Linked DNA regions of Ovis canadensis: region 2 is linked to region 1. Evidence: chromatin contacts called from public Hi-C data. All regions are on one chromosome and are shown on one strand. Each heading gives the region's core, a stretch centred on a gene start, on an enhancer-like site or on the middle of the called end of the contact. The rest is flanking DNA. Distances are from core to core; before and after follow the strand shown. Region 1 holds the start of CLUL1 (clusterin like 1). Region 2 has its middle 5.7 kb from the start of TRNAC-GCA.

Evidence for each region. A called contact is a pair of places that touch in the nucleus more often than the background predicts.
Region 2: a contact with region 1 is called in a Hi-C map of fibroblasts, with 4 times the contacts expected there. The contact joins the enhancer-like site here to the promoter of CLUL1 in region 1. A contact is called at or near these places in 2 of 2 Hi-C or Micro-C datasets (fibroblasts and lung).

Annotation. Positions count from the first base shown.
Region 1 is chr23:49,215,621-49,220,008 of ARS-UI_OviCan_v2, reverse strand. It overlaps CLUL1 (clusterin like 1), which reads right to left and starts at 1,793. Exons shown (of 7, transcript XM_069568917.1): 1 at 1,688-1,793; 2 at 1-39. The coding sequence starts at 1,793. LOC138428570 (U6 spliceosomal RNA) reads right to left here and starts at 3,111; the gene lies at 3,008-3,111.
Region 2 is chr23:49,373,111-49,377,498 of ARS-UI_OviCan_v2, reverse strand. No RefSeq gene overlaps it. Among named protein-coding and RNA genes, the nearest start is that of TRNAC-GCA, 5.7 kb to the left of the region's middle. Within about 2 kb of position 1,893, the one cell type or tissue checked has open chromatin away from gene starts, as enhancers often do. A contact at or near this core is called in fibroblasts, where this site is marked.

The sequences.
Region 1 (4,388 bases), core at 544-3,043:
CCTCTTCATCTACTTCTATCTCCCCAGCCTTGGAAAAACCTAAAAGATTATGTTGTAGTTTTTTCCTTTAAGATCTGATCAGATTATAGTGTATCAGAATGCAATGAGTTCCAGCCATTAAAAAGAATGAAACGCCATTTGCAGCTATATGGATGGACCTAGAGAGTGTCACACTGAGTGAAGTAAGTCAGATAGAGGAAAAATATCATGTGGACATCCCTTACATGTGGAGTCCAAAGAGAAATAATACAAGTGAACTTATAAAACAGAAAGAGACTCACAGACTTAGAAAACGAACTCATGGTTGCCAGCGGAAGGGACAGTTAGGGAGTTTGGGAAGGTCAGGTACACACTGCTATATTTAAAGTGGATAATCAACAAAGACCTACTGTACAGCACATGGAACTCTGCTCAATGTTAGGTGACAGACTGGATGGGTGGGGGGTTTGGGGGAGAATAGATGCATGTATATACATGGCTGAGTCCATTTGCTGTTCATCTGAAAATACCACAGCATTGTTAATCAGTTATACCCCAATACAAAATAAAAAGTTTAAAGTTTTATAATAATAATAATAGAAAGAATACAATGAGTTTACCAGTTTTTCGTGTCCCCCCCAGTAGAGGCTTAATTGTTTTTTTATTGCATCAGACTCCAAAAGCAGATCACCATGCTTGGGCTATCAGCTACCACATGGAGGGGGCTACCCACCCCCCGCCCCCCACCCCCTCTTAAGGGAAATACCTTCTGTTCTTCACTTCTGAGCTTCCAGCCAAGTCAGAGTTCATTTAACCCCATCTTATCATTCTCCTCAGAGCCTGTTTTCATTTATCCAATTTTTTTTCCTTCCTTTATTTTTTTTCCTTTATATTAGAAGAAAACATTGAATTTTCTTCACAGACAATTTATATTAAATACCCAACTGGGAACCTCAAACAGAGGAACAATTTCCCTTTCTTTCAGTTTCAATTACCTTCCCAGAAGGCATCAAACCTAGAAAGTATCTGGTATAATGCAAGATTCTTTAATAACCTCCGGGATGTCTCTAACACCCCTTTAGTAAGCCTTTAGTGAGTATGAAATTCATCGTTTGTCATACTCTTTTCACAATAGCCAACGCGGCCGCCAAAGGAGCTTAACCTGGCCTCCAAATTTATTTACAGATCCCCAAAAGGAACATTTAAACTAATTTATTTTTCTAAGATAGGCACCCAAAGCGTATCTCGTCAAACAAAGGTTCCAAGTATGAGCACAAACCAACAGATTCGATGTCACTCCAACCCATCCTTCCACAGTCCCACGAATAATTGCATGGATGACTTTAATTGTTTAAATGTTTCAAATGCTAGCAAAGAATTTCACTGTTCGTTAAAACCGTGCTCAGAGGACACCAAACATCTGGATGAACCCAAGCGGTGCAGCCTAAGACGCTGGCAAGTTTCATCTCTGCGATGCCGAACATCTGGAACTGTGAAGCATTCTCAGAGACACAATTGGAATTTTCTATTTTTAATCCAGATGTTTGGCGTCTTGTCTACTTGGCTTAAGAGCCTGGAGAACGTCTCCCTGTGAAACTAGAGGGCGTTCTGAATGCGGTTATCTCTCGCCTGTAAATCACAGTAAGTGCCAGGAGGACATGGAAACAGGCAGACGGGACACCGTGAAGATAAAGAGACCAAACATTACCCTTCGGGTCTTCATGGGTAGAAATTCGGTCCTTCCCAGTAGGCGCACAGAGACAGTCTTTCAGCCGCAGCAGATACACGATAAACAGCAAGAGTGGCAGCTTCATCTTTCCGCCGTGACTGTGAAGGAAGGATAAACCTGTGTCAGATGCCTTCGGTTTAGTTTCTGTTGGCATCAGTTGAAAACACTTGGTGAGCCAAAGCATTTTTCTGTCGATTTTTCTTTATGACTTTAGACAATGTATGTTGATATGGTTGGGACATAAGGAAACTTGAAATCTAAATAAATTCTTTGAAAAGACAACCCAAATCCCTCTTTTGTTTGAATTCTTCATGGCAGTTAAATAAGGTCTTCATCTGAAGCATTTGAAATTTACGGCAACCTAAAGTATGGATCCCAGCCCCATAGAATCCAAACTTTATTTTATTAAACAACCCCAAACACAGAATTAGCTATGTCAGAGGGGATTGTTTTTTCTCCAGAATTCTGAGACCATAAGTAATTTTTAAACTAGATGTTTAACTTATTTTTTTGTGAAAGCAAGATTTTTCTCATATATCTTATAAAAGCCATCAGATAAATGAATCACACACAAATTTTTTTCTTCTCAGATAATAAATTTCCTTTTATATAATTAGTTGTAAACATTCCCAATAAAAAACATATGCTTTCACAGTTATATCTCTAGATTATCTTAACTCCCCCCAAAAAGGATGTTTATATTTTTTATATATATTTGTTATTTTGGAATAAAAAACCAACCCTATATTATTTAATCTACATTTGGAATGTCTTTAAAATACTAGTAGTTACAAAGCTATCATATTTTACATCTAGAATTATCATTTCAGCTAATTCTTCTCTTTTTGTTAAGACCCTTTCAGTTTAGTGTTGGTCGTTCATTTGTGTACAACGCTTTGTGACCCCGTGGACTGTAGCCCACCAGGTTCCTCTGCCCAAAGGATTCTCCAGGCAGGAATACAGGAGTCAGGAGCCATTCCCTTCTCCCAGGGATCAAGACCCTATTTACCAAATAAAATTTTAACATATTTACCACTAATTTTGCAGGCTCTCCCCAGTGAGGTTGCCACCAGCTTCTGCAAGGACCTTCACTTTCCTCTGATTTAATGTTTGTCTGTGTCAGGGATTTAACCTTGTTCTATTAATTTGATGACACAGCTCTTAATCCTATTAACCTAACATTGTGAGATTAAGAGTATGGTTTAGAATGTGGTAGGGTTTTGAAAGAAACACTAGAGGGCGGGCTGTCTACACGATCAGAAACAGTGATCTTGAGCTACTTTATTTTACACAATTTTTTTTAATACGGAATTCTTCATACATTTGGGTGTCATCCTTGTACAGGGGCCAGGCCTCTGTATTGTCCCAGTGTTTGTATCTGTGTTGCCGAAACAAGCATACACAGATATATTTGATAAGACTCATTGAAGCCTTAGAAATATTTTTTTAATTTGAAATTTTTTCTATATATCTTCTTACACAGGCTTCCCAGGTGGTTCAGTGGCAAAGAATCCGCCTGCCAATGCAGGAGACGCTGGTTCCATTCTTGGGTTGAGAAAGTCCCCTGGAGGAGGAAATGGCTACCCACTCCAGTATTCTTGCCTGGAAAATTCCATGGACAGTGGAGCCCGGCAGGCTACAGTCCTTGACGTTTCAAAGAGTCAGACATGACTGAGCACACATGTATGTGCACGCGCGCACGCGCACACACGCGCACACACGCGCACACACACGCACACACACATGCGCACACACGCACACACACGCGCACACACACGCGCGCGCACACACACACGCGCACACACACACGCGCGCGCACACACACACGCACACACACCTCTTTGTATACAGGTCAAACAAATTTCTTTGTTGGAAATGTAAGGAACAATATGAAAAACAGTAAGAAAATGCTTAGATAAAACATTTTGAGATAACTAATAAGGACCTACTGTATTGCACAGGGAACTCTATACTCTGTGATGACCTATATGGGAACAGAATCTAAAAAAGAGTGGGTATATGTATACATGTAAGTGATTCTCTTTGCTGTACGTCAGAAACTAACACGGCACTGTAAAACAACTATACTCCAATAAAATTAATTTAAAAAACATTCTGAAGATTATTTACATAGTTGTTTGGCATTTTAAAAAAAACATATGCAAACATTTTAACTAGATGAAATGATAACATCTAGCATACAAAGAGTGTAATAGGTGAGCATTTCACTACAATATACTAATTGATTAGCTGACCTAAAAATTCAGCAAATGATTCTTCTAAAAACAATTAGAGAGTCACCATAGCAGCTACTGTAGTCTGGGTCTCTGGCTACTGAAATCTCAAGATTGTCTTGGGGTCCCTTTCCCAAGTTTGGAGGGATTCAATTTATTGATGTTTACTGATTGGACTTATTGATCACTACTTATTGATGCTCGGTACTTTCCAGCACGTCACACTGACTGTCTAAACTGACTCGCCTGCCTTTTGGGGCCCTTAGAAGTTGATCATTGTGTCTGAGCAACCTGCAGTCTGGAGTAGAGATAATCCCCTTGGACACGGGGATGGGGAATTATAAGACACACCAGAAGTCTTGTCCACATCTCATTTAGCTGTCTTGTGCGTGTGCTAGGTCGGTTCAGTCATGTCCAACTCTTTGTGACCCCATGGACTGTAGCCT
Region 2 (4,388 bases), core at 644-3,143, 160 kb before region 1:
CCAGTATTCTTGCCTATAAAATCCTATGAACAGAGGAGCCTGGCAAGCTACAGTCCATGGGGGTCGAAAAAGAGTCCAACATACCTTAGCAACTAAATAGCAGCAGCAGTAACTAAATTAAAAAAAAAATTTTTTTTTGGTTATTTTAACAGATTGATGAAGAAAATTGGGGGTGGGGGACAGAGGAGGGAGGTCTCAGATATCTTCTCAAATCGCTGTGTAATCTAACCCCAAACATTAATGGGCATACTGGGCTTCCCTGATGCCTCAGTGGGTATAAGAATCTGCTTACAATGCAGGAGACGTGGGTTCAATCCCTGGGTGGGGAAGATCCCCTGGAGGAGGAAATGGCAACCCTCTAGTATTCTTGCCGGAAGAATCCTTTAGATAGAGAAGCCTGGCAGGCTACAGTCCATACGGTCGAGAAGAGTCAGACACGACTGTAGAAGCTAACACACACACACACAGCGTATACACTATTCACCTGGGAGTCTTATTAAAACGCAACAGGTTGGGGCTTGGAGGGGCCCTGAGATTCTGCATCTAAGACGCTCCCAGGAAGAGACTTTAGAATCTGGACCGATCTGGGTTTTCACCCATCATGCAGGAAGCAAAGAACTCTGCACCTTCAAACTGTAGTGTCTTTACCTGTAAGATAAAACTGCTAACTACTCTGTATTTACTGAAAGTGAAAGTGAAAGTGAAGTCGCTCAGTCGTGTCTGACTCTTTGTGACCCCATGGACTGTAGCCTATCAGGCTCCTCCCTCCATGGGATTTTCCAGGCAAGAGTACTGGAGTGGGTTGCCATTTCCTTCTCCAGGGGATCTTCCCGACCCAGGGATCGAACCCTGGTCTCCTGCATTCCAGGCAGACACTTTAACCTCTGAGCCACCAGGGAAGTCTGTGTACGGATTAAATGAGCTATAGCTCAGGTAAAACACTCAGCACATATATGTAGCAGAGCCTGTGTTCTGTGCTTAATGTGTGTGTGTGTGTGTGCTCCTTCTGTTGTTGTGTGTGTGTGTGTGTGTGTGTGTGTGCTCCTTCCGTCGTGTCTGACTCTTTGCAACCCCGTGACTGTATCCCACCAGGCTCCTCTGTCCGTGAGATTCTCCAGGCAAGAATACTGGAGTGGGTTGCCAGGCCCTTCTCCAGGTGATCTTCCCCACCCAGGGATCAAATCTGTGACTCTTGCACCTCCTGCACTGGCAGACAGATTCTTTACCACAAGCACCACCTGGAAGCCTCTGTATGCTTAATAACTGATAGCTATTATTACATCAAGCAATCTAGGCTGTTTCCAGATTGTCTAAAATCTTTTTACTATACAAAATGGAATCCTCTGCCAGAAACACTGGCTGGAAAGTTTACTCATGGGATTGAAAAGATGTCTACTTCTCCTTCGCATTTTTATCATCATTATCTTACTATTTGGGTTAAGAACAGTCAGACACACTTTTGAAAAGCAACAATATTGAGGGACCGAACATACTTATAAAGGAAAATGATCACTTTTAATTTGATCTGAAATACCTACCTCAGGAATTCCCTGGCAGTCCAGTGGTCAGGACTTGGTGCTTTCACTGCCGAGGGCGACGGTTCAGTCCCTAGACGAGGAACTAAGATCCCACAGGCTGTTGGCATAGCCAAAAATATAAAATAAAATATCTGTCTCAAACTGAAATTAATTTTTTTTAATGGCTTAAGTGGTTTAAAGTGCCAAACTTTTCCCCCAAAAAAAACCTAGCCCTTTAAATCTACATGAAAATATACAGTGTGATTAGCTCGTGACAATAAATTCACTTGGCCAGATGGTTTCCATTTGGTGCAGGCAAGCATTCTCTGAGTAATGGGCCCCAGGAAAGCAATCTCCACCCCACGCTTCCTGTGGCTGAGACTTATAGGGGCGAGTGTGCATCCCAGTGCCTGAATTTCCTAACATGATTAAGCAAGCTAATGAGGGCCCGGTTGGTCATCACATTTGTTCCAGATCCGAAGTTCTAAGCGCACAGCAGTAAGAGGTGTACGTGTTCAAGCAGGACTAGCCAGAAACATAGATCAGGAGAACTCTCATGTTTCGATGTTAACGGAGGCCATGCTGGTCACGCCAACCAGCACCACTTACTTCTTCAGACGAGTGACCAAGAAAAGGATTGAAAACTGTGGCCCTAGGATTTTGTTTGGCTTGGTTTGGTGTTCTAAAATCGTCCCTTTGTAAACACATCTTATGAAAGCCTCTGAGGGAGTTGAGAGGTTGGGATTTTTCCTTGCTTCCCTTCCTATCTCGTCACAAAAGAGGAAGTTAATCATCAGGCGATGAATTCCCAGGTGGCTCAGTGGTAAAAAATCCGCCTGCCAGCGGGAGACGTGGGTTCAATCCCTCAGTCAGGAGGATCTCCTGATGGAGGAAATAGCAACCCACTCCAGTATTCCTGCCTGGGAAATCCCATGGACAAAGGAGCCTGGTGGGCTACAGTTCATGGGATTGAATAAGAATTGGACACAACTTAGCAACTAAAAAACGACAGGAAAAGTTAGATCACTCCTCTGAGACATGTAATTAGTAGAGCAAATGATCTCAGGATGTTCAGGAAAGGAAATCACAGGGGAGGATCTGGTTGTTCTGGCATCATTACACACGAGTATGTAAGAGAGGTCAGAAAATCAGCTGCTGAATCGGGCCATGGTCATTGTAGCAGAATAGTCTCCCTAGCATGACTGAGTTGGAAGTTTTATGACTATCATATAGGGAATTATTCTCCTATGTGGAGGTGCAGAAAGATTAACACACCTGCCCTGTTAGGAGGGTCGACTCAGACCAGGAGTGGAGAATTCCTTGCCGACAGTGACTGAAGTGGAGAATAGGATCGAGTTTCCGTCTTTCTTTGAAGATGGGAATCACTTACACATGACTGACTATAGGTTCAGGAGGAGAAGCTGGAAATACACAAGAGGATGATAGTTGATATATAGGTAGGAGGTAGGGTTTCCCCAGTGGCTCAGCAGATTAAGAATCTGCCCATAATGCAGGAGACACAGGAGACGTGGGTTCGATCCCTGGGTGGAGAAGATCTCCTACAGGAGGAAATGGCAACCCACTCCACTATTTTTGCCTGGAAATTTCCATGGACAGAAGAGCCTGGTGGGCTACAGTCCATGGGGCCACAAAGAGTCAGACACAATTGAGCACAAGGCACAAAGCAAGCAAGGAAGGAGATAAGAGGTCACGGGATCCAGAACATGAGTGGAGGGTGCACACCTTCTGTTGTGAAAGAAGGAAATACGAATGAGTATAAATATCCCAACCTTGTACACACAAGAGTAGAGTGTTTACATTTCTTTGGGTGTCTGTATTTGGCTGGAAAGTTAGATCTGAGACTGCAGGGCAAGGAGCTGAAGGGTAGGATGACAGGATTGCCTGGGTTTTTGTTTTTTTTTTTTTTTTGCTCTGTCGTGTCCAACTCTTTGCAACCCCATGGACTGTAGCCCACCAGGCTCCTCTGTCCAGGGCAAGAATACTGGAGTGGGTTGCCATTTCCTCCTCCAGGGAGGACTAACCTATAAGATTACAAAAGTGGTTGATTGGTTTAATATCAGCCTGTAACAATGTTTGGATACTGTGCGGTGGGGGTTGTTGAGGGAGTTGGGAGTTCTGGTTTTTGTTTTGGTTTTTGGCTACACAGCATTGCTTGCAGGATCTCAGTTCTCTGACCAGGGATTGTACCTGGGCCACTGAGGTGAAAACCCAAAATCCTAACCACTAAGCCACCACAGAATTCGCAGGATGATATAGTTTGTAATCCACAGATTTCTTCATAGGAGGAACAAAATGACCTTAAATATAAAGGTACAGGAGATTTTCTGAGCAATTTTTGTAGCTAGCTCTTCGGAAGGTAAAATTTCAGTCTGAAGTTTTGCTGGGAGGGAAAAAAAAAAGTAGGCTTAAACCTAGGGAGAGGGTATATGCAGTCCCAAAGCAGAGGCATGGATCTTGTTCCTCCAGAGTTCAAACATTTGTGAAATGACAGAACAACTCCCTCTGACTTCTGGTCTATTATCTTTTTATTATACTTGTTTCCTGACAGCCTCTGTTGCAAACACCCTCTCTGCCCATGGAAGGAAATTCAGAAGCCAAGGTCATTCCCTGAAGCGTTTGTCCCAATAACCTTTCTGAATCATACACCCGGCTCTCCAATGTTACTAATCAGACATTTAAAAATCCTTTCGAGACAGAAGAGGCTGTTGGGTCTCATGGCAGAGTGACCTTGACTTTCAGTTCAACAAATACCAGGACATAAACAGTATACAGAGCAGACTTAACAAGTATACCCAGAAACTCATGAGCTAGGCCTGACTCTGAAGATACAGTCATTTTCAAGGTCACAGT